Regions from separate parts of the Zea mays genome. Here region 2 is linked to region 1. A link is a contact called in public Hi-C data. All regions are on one chromosome and are shown on one strand. The core of a region is the stretch at or near the end of the contact, and the rest is flanking DNA. Distances in the headings are between cores, read along the strand shown.

What was found. A called contact is a pair of places that touch in the nucleus more often than the background predicts.
Region 2: a contact with region 1 is called in a Hi-C map of tassel, with 3 times the contacts expected there. The contact joins the promoter of LOC100277231 here to the promoter of LOC100501452 in region 1. A contact is called at or near these places in 3 of 25 Hi-C or Micro-C datasets (ear, endosperm and tassel).

What each region holds. Positions count from the first base shown.
Region 1 is chr7:115,390,558-115,396,932 of Zm-B73-REFERENCE-NAM-5.0, forward strand. LOC100501452 reads left to right here and starts at 3,822. Exons shown (of 1, transcript NM_001196163.1): 1 at 3,822-5,309. The coding sequence starts at 4,227. The coding sequence ends at 5,069.
Region 2 is chr7:115,524,867-115,531,241 of Zm-B73-REFERENCE-NAM-5.0, forward strand. It overlaps LOC100277231 (NAD(P)H-quinone oxidoreductase subunit L chloroplastic), which reads right to left and starts at 2,459. Exons shown (of 5, transcript NM_001150862.1): 1 at 2,277-2,459; 2 at 2,059-2,154; 3 at 1,833-1,940; 4 at 1,630-1,724; 5 at 867-1,234. The coding sequence starts at 2,438. The coding sequence ends at 1,105. LOC103632731 (pentatricopeptide repeat-containing protein At5g56310) reads right to left here. Exons shown (of 1, transcript XM_008654475.3): 1 at 5,639-6,375.

The DNA.
Region 1 (6,375 bases), core at 2,572-5,071:
CTTCATACCCAAAACCACATAAAGCACTAGCAAGTACTACCCAAAAAGTTCAGTGGTAACAAGGTATGAAGATAATCAAACTAGGGTAACCTATTGGGTCCCATCAAAATTAACCTATGCAGATCATTATGATTAATCAGAACATGGCTGGGTAAAAAGAAGTGATCAAGGGCACAACTTGCCTGGGACTTGAGATTCCAGGTACCAGGATGATCTTCAGATTCTCGCGACCTCACGCTAGTCGTAGCAATACAAACAAACAGTGTATAGACAAAATTAACATTACACCAAACATAAGTACAAACTGAATAATAATAATAATCTACACGTTGCTACGAGATCGCGGGACTGAGAACTACTAGGATCAGAGTTACGATTAAGGAGCTATGATTTTATAGAAGATCTACGTGCTTAAAATATTAAAATAAATTAGTTAATATAAATCATATGAGAGGTTATTCTATAAATACTTATCTCAACTTTAATCTAAGTTATAAATTTACCATAAATTATATTTTGGCGGATAATGTTGAGCACATTAACAAGACTAACCAACATAAGTTAATTAAAGATCTAATCATAAAATAATGAGACATGGTATAATAAATGTTGTTACTGCGTAGTAAATACTTGCACGAAATTAACGCAACTGAAACGAGTCAAATCGGAATTATAGATTTTAAGTTATGAATTTCTAGAGATTCTATGTGTTTTGTACAAGGTTAAATAGGATATACATTTTAATGTGACATTCATGTCAAAACAGTGGTACTATATGATAAACAATAATATTATAGAATTATAGAAATTTGAATGGGTCAATTTGGACCTGATATGAATTTTCTATGGATTATACAAGTTTTACAATTATTTTTATACTCAAAATCAATTTCTAAATCTCATTTTCCTATTTTCTTTAATTCCTGGACTGGGCGCACTAATACAGAGAAGGTCGGGGTTTATTCTGTAAAATATACCAGACTCAGCCTACTCCCGCGAGGACGACGGGTTTGTTTCTGTATTCTGTAGGGGCTCATCTGCAAATGTACGTGATCGAAGGGGTATCGTGGAGTTTGGATCGTCCGATCAAATTCGAACGGCCACGATTACAACGAACTAATTCTGAATCGGTAAGCTACGCAGGTCCTTGGATCAAGATCTGATGGCCAGAAGCGCGCGTTACCCAGCACCGCCAGATCGACGATCAACGGTACATATTAAAATAGACCGAAAGGGTAAACGCCATCTAATCCTAGCCACACGCGCATAGATCAACGGCTGCTGGCCTTCTTCTACCCCACGGCGTCCAGACGGAGTTCCAGAGCTTGCCGCCGATCCCCACCACTACCGATTTGCAAAGTAAAAAGATTATCCCTAGAATGCTTCACAGGGAAAGGGAAACTGAGCTCACCGGAGGTTAGTGCGCCAGGGAGATGGGATGCTCGCCACAGGTGACAAGCGACCCGGCGCCGGGACGAACGCCGCCGGTGTAGATCTCTTCTCTCACCTCCCGCTCTCATTGCGTCGAGTGGAAAAACGAGAGCGGTGATGCTAGATTGTGGTCTCTGCGATACACCGAGGCTAGCCAATGAGGTTGTGACTTCCTACTTATACTCATGGACGAGCCCGGCAGAGGGTATTCGGTTGCGAGAATTTCGGTAGGAAAAGTCCGAGCAAGGCGTCATCCATAGCTATCTAGTTTTCTGGTCAAGGTTTGTTACAGGTGGAGAAAGAAAAAAAACGATTGACAAAGCGGCCACGCACACCGGCGTTCCACACGCGGAGGTCCCCACCCGTCGTAGACACACCACAGACGTGCGTGCACAGTTTAGTTGGATTAAATATGTTGGATGACGTCATCATGGCTGGAAATAATAAAAAAAACAAGAACAAATGTGGGCTATACGCTAGGGAGATGGGCCAGCCATTGTTTTTTTAGGAGTCGGTCCAGATTTCTTTTTTTCCCTTTTTTTATTTCTATTATACTTTGAATTTCCTTTCCTGTTTTGAATCCCCATATTTAGATTTCAATTTCACACTAATTTTGTTTCTAAATGCACAACAAATAAATCACCAACATGCACGTTATGATTTTTATGTTGCTTATTTATTTACCACCTTACTTATTTATGCAGATGCTTTCAACATATATAATTCAACATTATTAATCTATGTAAAGTGTGTCACCATATTTATTTATTTAAAATCACAGCCAAAATTTTAATATTTACTTAGTTTCAAATACATAAACTTTAGAAATGCTCTTTAATTATTTCTTTAATCTTTAGACAATATTTTTCTAAATTCCAAAATTAGGTTTTTTCTACCAAATTTTAGGCTTTACACACCTAGTCCAATTGCTGACTTAATTACTTAGGGCCTTTAGAGAGGATTATGTGAGTTTTAATCCATACAAAGTCAAAAACATTCATAATTTTTTCTAATCCATGAGATATAAAAATAACCGAACAAAACATTATTCTAAGCCACGGGAGATAACTTCATCCAAAAAACTTCTGAACCGTAATGCTTATGAATTGCTTGGTTTTGATCGACGGTGGCGGCAAGTGAGATCTCGTCCTTAGACTGTCTCGTAGATCAGATAAAATAATTAAGAGCCATAAAACTATAGACATTGTTTATAGAGTGGAGTTTGAAATAAGGATTAGATAGTGGATGTGATAGATGCTGGAAATAGCTTACAGTGCCACGCAGAGACCACCCAGATATACGTATGTTTTTCAACACGCATTGCCTGGCTGACCACGTGTCCCTACAGTGCATCCCCTGTAGCCGCCCTAGCTATCTGCATTGATCGACCTCAGTAAGACTAGCTCCAACAAGGAGCTCTAAATGCTCCTGTACCCTAAATTTAGAGGATGAGGACGTCCTCTACCCCTCCAACAACGTCCTCTAAACGGTCCTCTAAATTTAGAGGACGCTGCTGGATCCTCTATGTATAGAGTTCCTCTAAACGGTTCTCTATCTATTTGAATACTTTAAACAACCGTTTTAGTAAAACTAAAATATGTACAATACATTTGAGAGTATGACAAACACGTATGTACAAAAATTTAAAAATAAAAATGTCTTTAATATAGGCATTTACATATAGGGGACGTGATTTAGAGGACGTTGTTGGAGAGGAAATAGATATAGGGGGTAGAATCTTTTAGAGAAGACTGTAAAGGACGGATATAAAGGATGTATATAGAGGATGTATATAGAGGAAATAGATTTAATGACTTGGTCGTTTGTTCCCTTCCTAACTCCTCCCCATGCCGCGCACACCAACGCCACGCAGCTACCTCTAGGGCTCTGTCCTAGCCCAAAGCTTCTGCAATGACGCAACAGTAGTAGCTGGTCGTCAGCGACGCCATTGCTCTGAATGCTGTGTGGCTCATGCCCTCACCGTCTCTAGTCCTGTCAATATATTTTATGCACACGATCATCTTGGTGCATATTTACACAAACTCAATCTGAACTCTTTATCTAACAGCCTTCTGCTGAGATGTAGGTTTTTTTTTGCAATGCATAGCATGACCTGCGCAGGAGAGCGTGAAATGTGTTTTTCGTAAAACACGTTAGCCGAAGATTGTTAGACCAAGTGTCCAAATTAAGTGTATGTATAACACAAAGTTTTCTTGTGCATAGAATACGTCCCTAAACAACCAGCTGGGGATGATATCTCGTACATATGCATGAAAGGGTTGCACGATATCAGGAGGTTTCTACAAAATGAACCAGTTAGAGATGAAAGTTTTTTTTTGTGCACATGTACACCAACGGTTCATGTCCAGCTGATATCATCCCAGCAAACAAAACCCACACACACGATAGGGGTCCTAGCAACAAAACACCAAAAATTAAGCTTCACTCTCACAACTTTCTGCTTCCTGTGTCCACGCACCACACCGGCCGCTTTCACCATCTCTAGCTTTTTCATCGATCTGTTTTTGCGACCTTAATTGGTTTTCTCTTCCCCTTTTTAAGCTTTGATACACACACCGCGCCATACCCAGTCGAAATGGACACACTCCACCTCTTGCTGTGAAGATCTGTTCCATTTCCAGTGTAGTCCCTGTCCCACATGTGAGAGGAACCGATCTAGCAAGCGAATGAGGAAGATGATGAAGAAACAGTAGCAGTGGCAGTACCGCTAGAACTAGAACTAGCTAGATCTCCTCTCTTACTAGCTAGAAGCTTGTACAAACAATGCACCACAGATGCTACCTTACCCTAACCCTCACCATCATTTCGGCGTCTCCCAAGAGCCCCCGCACCCAAACCCTACTACCGGCTTCCCCATGCTTCCGCGGGGCGCGCATCTGGATCAGCGCTACGTGGACCATCACTTCTTCCCCGGCCACGGCCACACCAACTCCGAAACCCTGGAGGCGGTGCTGAGGCCGACGCGCGCCGCTCCAGAGTGCGAGGCCGCCGTAGTGACGGCGCCACCGCAGGGTGGAAGTGGAAGACGAAACGGCGCCGTGCCTGCCGCCGGCGGCCAGGGCCAGGGCCACGCCCACGCCCACGCCCGGGCGCCGCGGAAGCGGCCGTTTCGGACGGACAGGCACAGCAAGATCCGGACGGCGCAGGGCGTGCGCGACCGCCGGATGCGCCTGTCCCTCGACGTCGCGCGCGACTTCTTCGCGCTGCAGGACCGGCTCGGCTTTGATAAGGCCAGCAAGACGGTGGACTGGCTGCTCACCCAGTCCAAGCCGGCCATCGAGCGGCTCGCCGCCACCACCGAGCCCTCACAGAGAAGCGTCGGCGGCAGCGACGACGCTGCTTTGTCACCCCCGACGTCAGGGGTGGCTGATGGATCAGGTATGAGGGGAGGTGTTGCGGAGAAGTTGGGTTCCAGAAGTGGGGGGTCAGCGGCGTCCATGGAGATGGAGATGGAGCACGCCTCCGAGCTGGACCGCCTCGTGTCGGCCGCACCAGTGCTTCGTCAGTACTACTACGGCCTCAGCGAGATGATGAGCAACGACAACGGAGGAGATGGCGATGACGACGGTGAGTACGAGGAGGAAGACGGTGATTTCCTCGACGGTATGAAATATTAGTATGTAGTTATGTGTACTAGCTAGCAGCTTGCATGGTTTCTACGTAGTACTAGTAGCCGCTGGCAGCTTACCTAGAGTTAATCCTTTATTTGTCAAGCACTTCTTCACTATCGTTTTTTTCCTACTATATGCATTTGTACTCCTTTAAGTTAATGCTATGTGTCACATGTTACTCTTGTTCTTTGTTGTTACTAGTAGCAGTATATGTAATAGAAATGTGCTCCGCTTGCTTTCGATTTTAAAATTTGAGCATTCTTTTGGGTTTTTTTATGAAGGTCAAGATACAGTAGCTAGGAAAGAAGGTTGCTTGTTTGACTGGATAATTTCATGAGTATATATAGACTATTATTCAAGGTTATAATCAAATGCCTTTCTCCAAACTTGATGTTGAAGATGTGTCAAACGTCTGGATATTTTAGGGAATTTTTAAAAACTAAAAGTCTATTGACTTAGATTGTGTTAATTCTCGTAATTTTGTTTGTGTAAAAGTAAAATCTCATATCTTTCTTATACTAGTTATAACATTGACTTGCTCATGTCATGTATGTTTCCAGATGCGATAGTTTGCAGGGTGCATTTGTTGATTTGAATGGTTCAAAGAACATGTTAAACAAAACCATAAGATTTTTGAAATAAAAGCACAAGATAATTCAATAGATAGTAAAAATAGGCTACAATCTAATATTAAAATTATTAAAATACTTTTGTATATATGACATTGTTGGGTTTTGATGTCATTGGTTGACATGGCAATTCTTAGGTCCGACAGCAATGAGTACATTATTAAACTTCAGCAAGCTAATATGGAACCAAAGAATGTCTGTGAGTGCTTATAAGGACTGTCCTAGACAAAATTAAAGAAGCATGCAGTGTCAATAAAATTGCAGCCAACACATTAGTTCTCCAATTTAGAATCAAGATTATATTCCGTAAATAGATCAGAACTTCACCAAAGGTTCACGTTGTTGGTGAAATAATTTGGTTTTGTTTTGCAGGTATACTTCAATTGAACCATGTGCAACCTGTTCGAAATATATATTAGTTATCATCAAAACTTAAGTAACAAAAAAAATATTCTGTTATCTATTTCATCTTTATTTTGGAGGAACATTGTTATTTGAAGTAGTTTTGAGGTTATTTCATGAAATATAGCTGGTCTTCAAGTAACATATATGATAATAGGTTTTATATCACAAACTTTTTTTTTTTGCAAAAGGCTCATTATCAATGTTGTAATATGGTAAACCATCCCAACATTCCCTATACAAATTAATGGCATGATTAACTAGTTCAATATCAAAAGAAG
Region 2 (6,375 bases), core at 1,209-3,708, 130 kb after region 1:
TCTACGGTCGGTTCCTTAAGAAAACCGCATGTAAAAATTCATGATTTCTAGTGGCGGTTTTCTTAAGGAACCGCTTGTATACTTCGATTTCTAGAATCGATTTTCTTAAGGAACCGCCACTAGAAATCATTTTTAACCTTAATTTTTCGAGTTTTTCAAACAACCTCGTATGATGAAACCATCAAAATAAAAGTTGTAGATTTCTAAAAGTTAGGAAACTTTATAGTTGATAACTTTTTTATTTGAACTCATTTCGGTTCTCAAAAATTGAATCTAAGTATGTAAAATTTAAAATTCAAATTTTGCAAACTACCTTGGATGAAAAAAGTGTCAAAATGAAAGTTGTAGAAATTCAAAAGTTATTCAACTTTGTAGTTGACAAATTTTTTTATTTGAATTCATTTACGATTTCAAACAAGCAATTTACACTCAGTTGGTTGTAATATGTGGACAAGAAAACTTCAAACTAGACACAAATCATGTCATAGGTGGAGTGATAGTGGAGGATACACGCAAGGGTGAGGTCAGCTGTTTGATTCCTAACAACCGTATAGCGGGCGAAAAATGCCACGACTTAAAATAGTTCTCTCCTTAAATAAAAATTTTACTGTTTTTAAAACATGTTTAATGTTTCTGAAAATATTTTTTACTAGCGGTTTTATTATGTCGACCGCCAGTGCAAATCGATCGATTTCCACTGGCGGATTTCTAAACTTAACCGCCAGTGAAAATCGATTTTTACTGGCGGATTTTCACTTGCGGTCATCAGCTACCCGGCTATAAAAATGATGATTTCTACTAGACCAACGGTTCTAAGAAACGTCAGTGAAAATATGTTCACGACCGTCATTATAGAGCTTCTTTGTACTGGTGAACATAGTTTTTAACGGACATGATTACATGAATGTTGTGAGGTATAGAACTATAGATCATGGTAAAATCTTAGTGATAGTAACCTTTCCCATGTACTAGCACGGGTATTATTAGACTGTGTGATATATAGTAATGTTTTACACAGATTTTTAGGTGAAGAAACCGGCCTTTTCGCTGCTGCCTGCATGCCCGTGGCGCGCGACGAGCCGAGTACAAGCATCAAGGCTGTATCTAGGAGTCTATAGGCGGGTATCTGTCTTTGAACAGCGGCGTGCCCTCCTTCGGCTTGGACCAAGGGTACTTCATGGTGGGATCCCTCGGGAACTTCCTGAAGTTGACGAATGGCGCCCAGAACATCATCCTGCAAACACACAGACATCAAAACGAAACTGAAACCGATCTTTTGTTTTTGCTTTTGAGGAAAAACCAAACCAAATTCAGTTAGTAGTATGTAGGTCATGAGTTATATATAATAGTGCCACACGAAATTCAGTTAATAGTATACAGGTCATGAGTTTTAACAAATTGCATGAAGATGACATGAATTTTGAGCTTAATTAATTAGCTGGCCAGGCAAGCAAAATAACTTCACTTGTGCGGCTATAGCCTAGAGATCAGTTGGCGGATTCCGATCTTCTCACTCGCTCTACAGAACTCCTAGAATAGCTATTATATTGCCATTCTCTATAGCAACCCAAAAATCAACAGTTCTAGAGGCATGACGCCGCAGCAGCAATGCAAGTACACTACACTCACGCTGGGTAGAAGAGGTAGGTGAACATGAACTGCAGGTACGTCTCCACGAATTCGCGCTTGTACCACCTCAGCCTCATCCAGTTCATGATCACCGGCTGCGCGCACACACACACACATGCACACTTGTTACTCACTCAGGGTCAGTCCAAATGAAGTCGATTTGATAGCAAACCGAGAGCCGCGCGAGTAGCTAGCTCACGCACAGGAGCGACGAGGAAGTAGAAGAAGGCGAACACCGCGAGCGGCGGCAGGATCCCTAGCAGGTCGATGTCCTCCTCGCCGGTCACCGCCAGCGCCGCCGGCGCCTCAACCTACACATACAGCATTTGCGATTTCACGTTCGATATATATGTATGATCGTGCAGGTATAGTAGCGTCCAATCGAGCTCCAGGGCCGTGTGGAATTGAGCGAGAGACTCCTGTACGTACAGCTGCCCAGACGGCTCCGCACTGCAACACCGTCGCCAGCCTCTGCAACTGTGACTGTGAGCTCTGCATCTGCACCGACGTCGTTGGCGACGCGGACTGCGCGTTCGTTCGAGAAGCAAACAGGAAACAAACCAAGAGCATGGACGATCAGGAATTATCATCGGTGGGGATGGGGTAGCATCCAAACCAAGATTGCTAGCTACTAGCCTACTATGGACCTTGTCATGGAGGAGGCAGAGGAGCCTGAACTTGGCGCTGGAGCTGGGCGACTGCTGCTGCGAGGCCGCGAAGGTCGGTCGCCGCTTGGGTAGCTGCTTCGGACAGGGGGGCGGAGAGGAGGAGGCCGGCGAGAGGAGGCGGCATGAGGCGGCGGTGTCCATCGGGGCGATGGCTTGTCCTGCGTTGTGGTTTACTCCACGGCAGCCGTGGCGCGCGTCTTATCTGGATAGACGACGTTTTGGGGTCATCCGGTCATGTGGCACTCAATAATTTGGCCTGCCTGGACAGTTGGATGGGGATCTAATGGATGGAAAGTTGACTTCACGTCTTCACCACGTCATGCATGTGTTGAGTAGGCGGGCTGTGGTCGTAGTGTGGGGCCGGGTTTTCGAGCACGGCTCAATAGGGGCCCAAGCACATCCTGTCACGAAATAATATGAGTCGGGTTAGCACGGCCCGATGGCGGGTCTGGGCCGAGTCTTAAATTCCGGCTCGTCGGACCCCGGCACGACCTGCACAGATGGGCCGGTCTTGGGCCGACACCGCCCAATTAAGCTCAATGTGTTTATTTTCTTTAATTTAGTAAGATACCGACTTTAAATTGTTGTGATATTTGGAGTTTATGTGGTCAAATGATGCTATTATTGTTTAATATCTTTAATTTAGTAAACTATGGATTTTATGTGGTTGTAATATTTTGATTTTATGCCGTCAAATATACGAGCCGGTCTTGGGCCGGCACCGCCCAACTAAGTTCAATGTGTTTATTTTCTTTAATTTAGTAAGATACCGATTTTTATATTGTTGTGATATTTGGAGTTTATGTGGTCAAATGATGCTAGGATTGTTTAATATCTTTAATTTAGTAAACTATGAATTTTATGTGGTTGTAATATTTTGATTTTATGCGGTCAAATATACGGGCCGGACTTGGGCCGGCATGATCCAACGAAGGCACGACGTGGTTTACGATCGGACTGGGCCACTGTTTTTATACTGCGGACTGTCACGGCATGGTACAAAAGTTTTTTAGCTTTCCTGACCCGAACCTGTTTGGCACAAAGCACGATAGACTTAGACCGGACTGGCCCGATCTGGCCCAATTCCCAGCACTTCTTGCATAGTGGCAGTGCATGGATTTGCATAAGACCCGGACTGAGTTATGACACGTTTGTAACAAAAGCACGTAAAAAATAACATAATTCCAAAAGATACATGACAACATAAACTCAACTTAGATAACGTACAAAACCCGCTGTTGCGAAGCAATATCTTTATTGTTCTTCATTAATTGTTCTAAGTCTAAAGGTAAGACCAACTATAAAAAATAAACAAATGTATATTAAATACTCAATATAGGTAACGACAGATAGTGCAAATCAAATTTTATAACAAGGATTTCGTAAATGCCACTAGAACAAGGTTGATTAATCCTGCGATTTCTCATATCTCGATAGTGCCATAATATCTGTCCATTTTCAATGTAGGTAAATATGTCTCTCTCAAATCTAAATCCACATGATTTCCACTCTCTCAACCATCATCTCTGCAATCTTACTAAGGTCATTACAACTTGACCACTCAGGATCATAATTTATAGTATGCTCCTGACAACTGATAGCAAATCTGAGGGTGTGTTTGGTTTGACTTTTGGCTTTGGCTTTTGCTCCCCTAAAAGCCAAAAGCCAACCAAAGGGGTGGATCCAGAAAGCAGCTTTTCCTAAAAGTCGACTTTCTCGTAGTGCAAATCTGAAAGCACCCCTGGACCTGCTTTTAGTGACTTTTCGGATGGAACTATGAAAACATATATCGAAGAATTTTTTACGACTTTTAGTGGTTTCCACCAAACAATTTTTAGCTTTTTAACAGCTTACAGCCTACAGCTGCTTTTTCCACAGCTCACAGCCCACAGCAACTTTTTTCACAGCCACAGCCCAACCAAACAGACCCTGAGTTGTTTACCTTGGTAGGCCTGGTAGACGCTGACCTGCTGTGTCGTTTAGCTTCTTTCTTTCATCATTGTACTGCAATTCTGCAATACGCCAATGCCTTCACACCAAACTGTCTCAAGACGCGTGCGGGACATATTAGGGCTTTTTCTGGCTAAAGGCACCGAAACGGTTAGTCGTTCGAATTAAAGAATTAATCTTATAATGTTTCCAAGAAACTCTTTATTTTTAACTCTCTATTTAACTCTTTATTTATCTTTCCTAAATTTTAGGTCTCAAGGTTTGTGTAGGTTCTTCATCATTGTTGTGACAATGAGGTGACCTGCAATAGCAAGAGTTGTTTTACTTTTTTTATCCCAGATTTGACCGACTTGTTTTATTTTAAAAATATAATAACAATAATTATTTACTATGATATCGTCTACTTTATAATCTATACTATACTTAAAGCACCAGTTTCAACGGTCGTCATGCGTCATTTTTTTACAAATAACCCCTCGTAGCTATTTCAAATTAATCCGCTGACCTGCTAACTGTGTCGGGCCAGCCCGTTAGCCAGTCGATCCATTTAAATCAGCGTAAAATGTTAAAAAACAGTGCAGGAGGTGGGGCTGAAACCCATGCCCTGATGAAAAAAGGGCGGGAGACACTGGGTGAAACTGTCTAACCAGTAGAACATCACGCTAAGATGTTTTTAATATTGAATATAAATTGTATATAGGTATATACATTTTTTTGTAAAATAAAAAATAATCATGTCGGGTCGGGCCAGCACTACGGGCCGAGGCTGCAGCCCAAGCATGGCACGACGTTATTGGCTCTTGTAAGCATTATGTCGTTTCTGAGACCACATTGGCACAATGGACTACATGGTGTTTGAGGTTGCTGAATTGGATGGAGCAGCAATGATTTGTCACACTAACAGCAAAATAAAAGGTTATTTGTTGGTTTTAAACGTTAGTAATTGCTAAGAAGTAGTATAATTTATATGGAGCGCATCAAGTTTTTATTGATGCCTGATTTTAGCAATCACTCCATATTTTGATCTATCTTTTTTATAAGTTTGACTTCATGGGACTTATTTTAGAAACTTGACCTCACAAACTCTCTTATTTGGTTTCTGTATGATAGAATTATGTCATTTTATAATTTCTGTTCATTTAGTCAATCTTTGTGAACTCTCTTCTAATCGCTCACTTCATTGGCCGTGTTGTAGCAAGACATATTTGTATGGAGTAAACAATAACATCAGTTAGGCAAATCAAAATATATATTATACAGAGAGCGGAGACATTCAATAAAAAATCTTGAATTTTTTGATGGATAGTTTATGTGGGTATTGTTGTAAGCCGTCGCAACGCACGTCGCAACGCACGGGCAACCGACTAGTATACTTTAAATATGACTTTGAATTTTTCATTTTTATGCAAAAAATTAAATAAGACGAGCCAGTCAAACAAATTATAAATTGGGACATTGGGAGTATAACTGTTTCTACCAATTCTACCCTGTAAGTTCTACAGAAGAATGAAAAACAACGGATACGTGTTGTTAACCTGCGAAGGAACAAGAGGGCATCAGTATAACAGGCAATCTGAAGGTGGTGAAGATTTGTTGAAGACTGATCCAATTGCATCTATGCCAGTGCTCTGAGGAAAATGTCAAGGCTTAACACCTGACAACAAATAATTGCAGTTCTACTCTTAAGTTTGGCAATATACACTATACATAGTCTTGTGAAAGCCTTTTGCTTTTGAGTCACGAATCAACCAGTTGAGCATGTGCTACCACCATGCTGGACTCATTCTGATTCACCCAGCTTCTGCCAGCAGGTTTCTCAGCATTCAGTGCAGCCACTCTTTCCCTCACCATCTGAGCCTGCTCCCACTGTCCTACGCAAGCATACATGTTGGACAGCAGCACTAGGTGCCCGGCTGCTCGCGCTGGCTGCAGTTCAACTAATCTATTAGTCACTTTAGCTGCAAGCTCAAGGTTGCCCTCCCTTCTACATCCACTCAGGATTGCACCCCACGCACCCTCGTTTGGCTGGAATGGCATTTTCTCCACAAGCTCAAGTGCTTCATTCAACCGTCTCCAGCAACAGAGCATGTCAACCATGCATCCATAGTGTTGTATCTCTGGATTTATC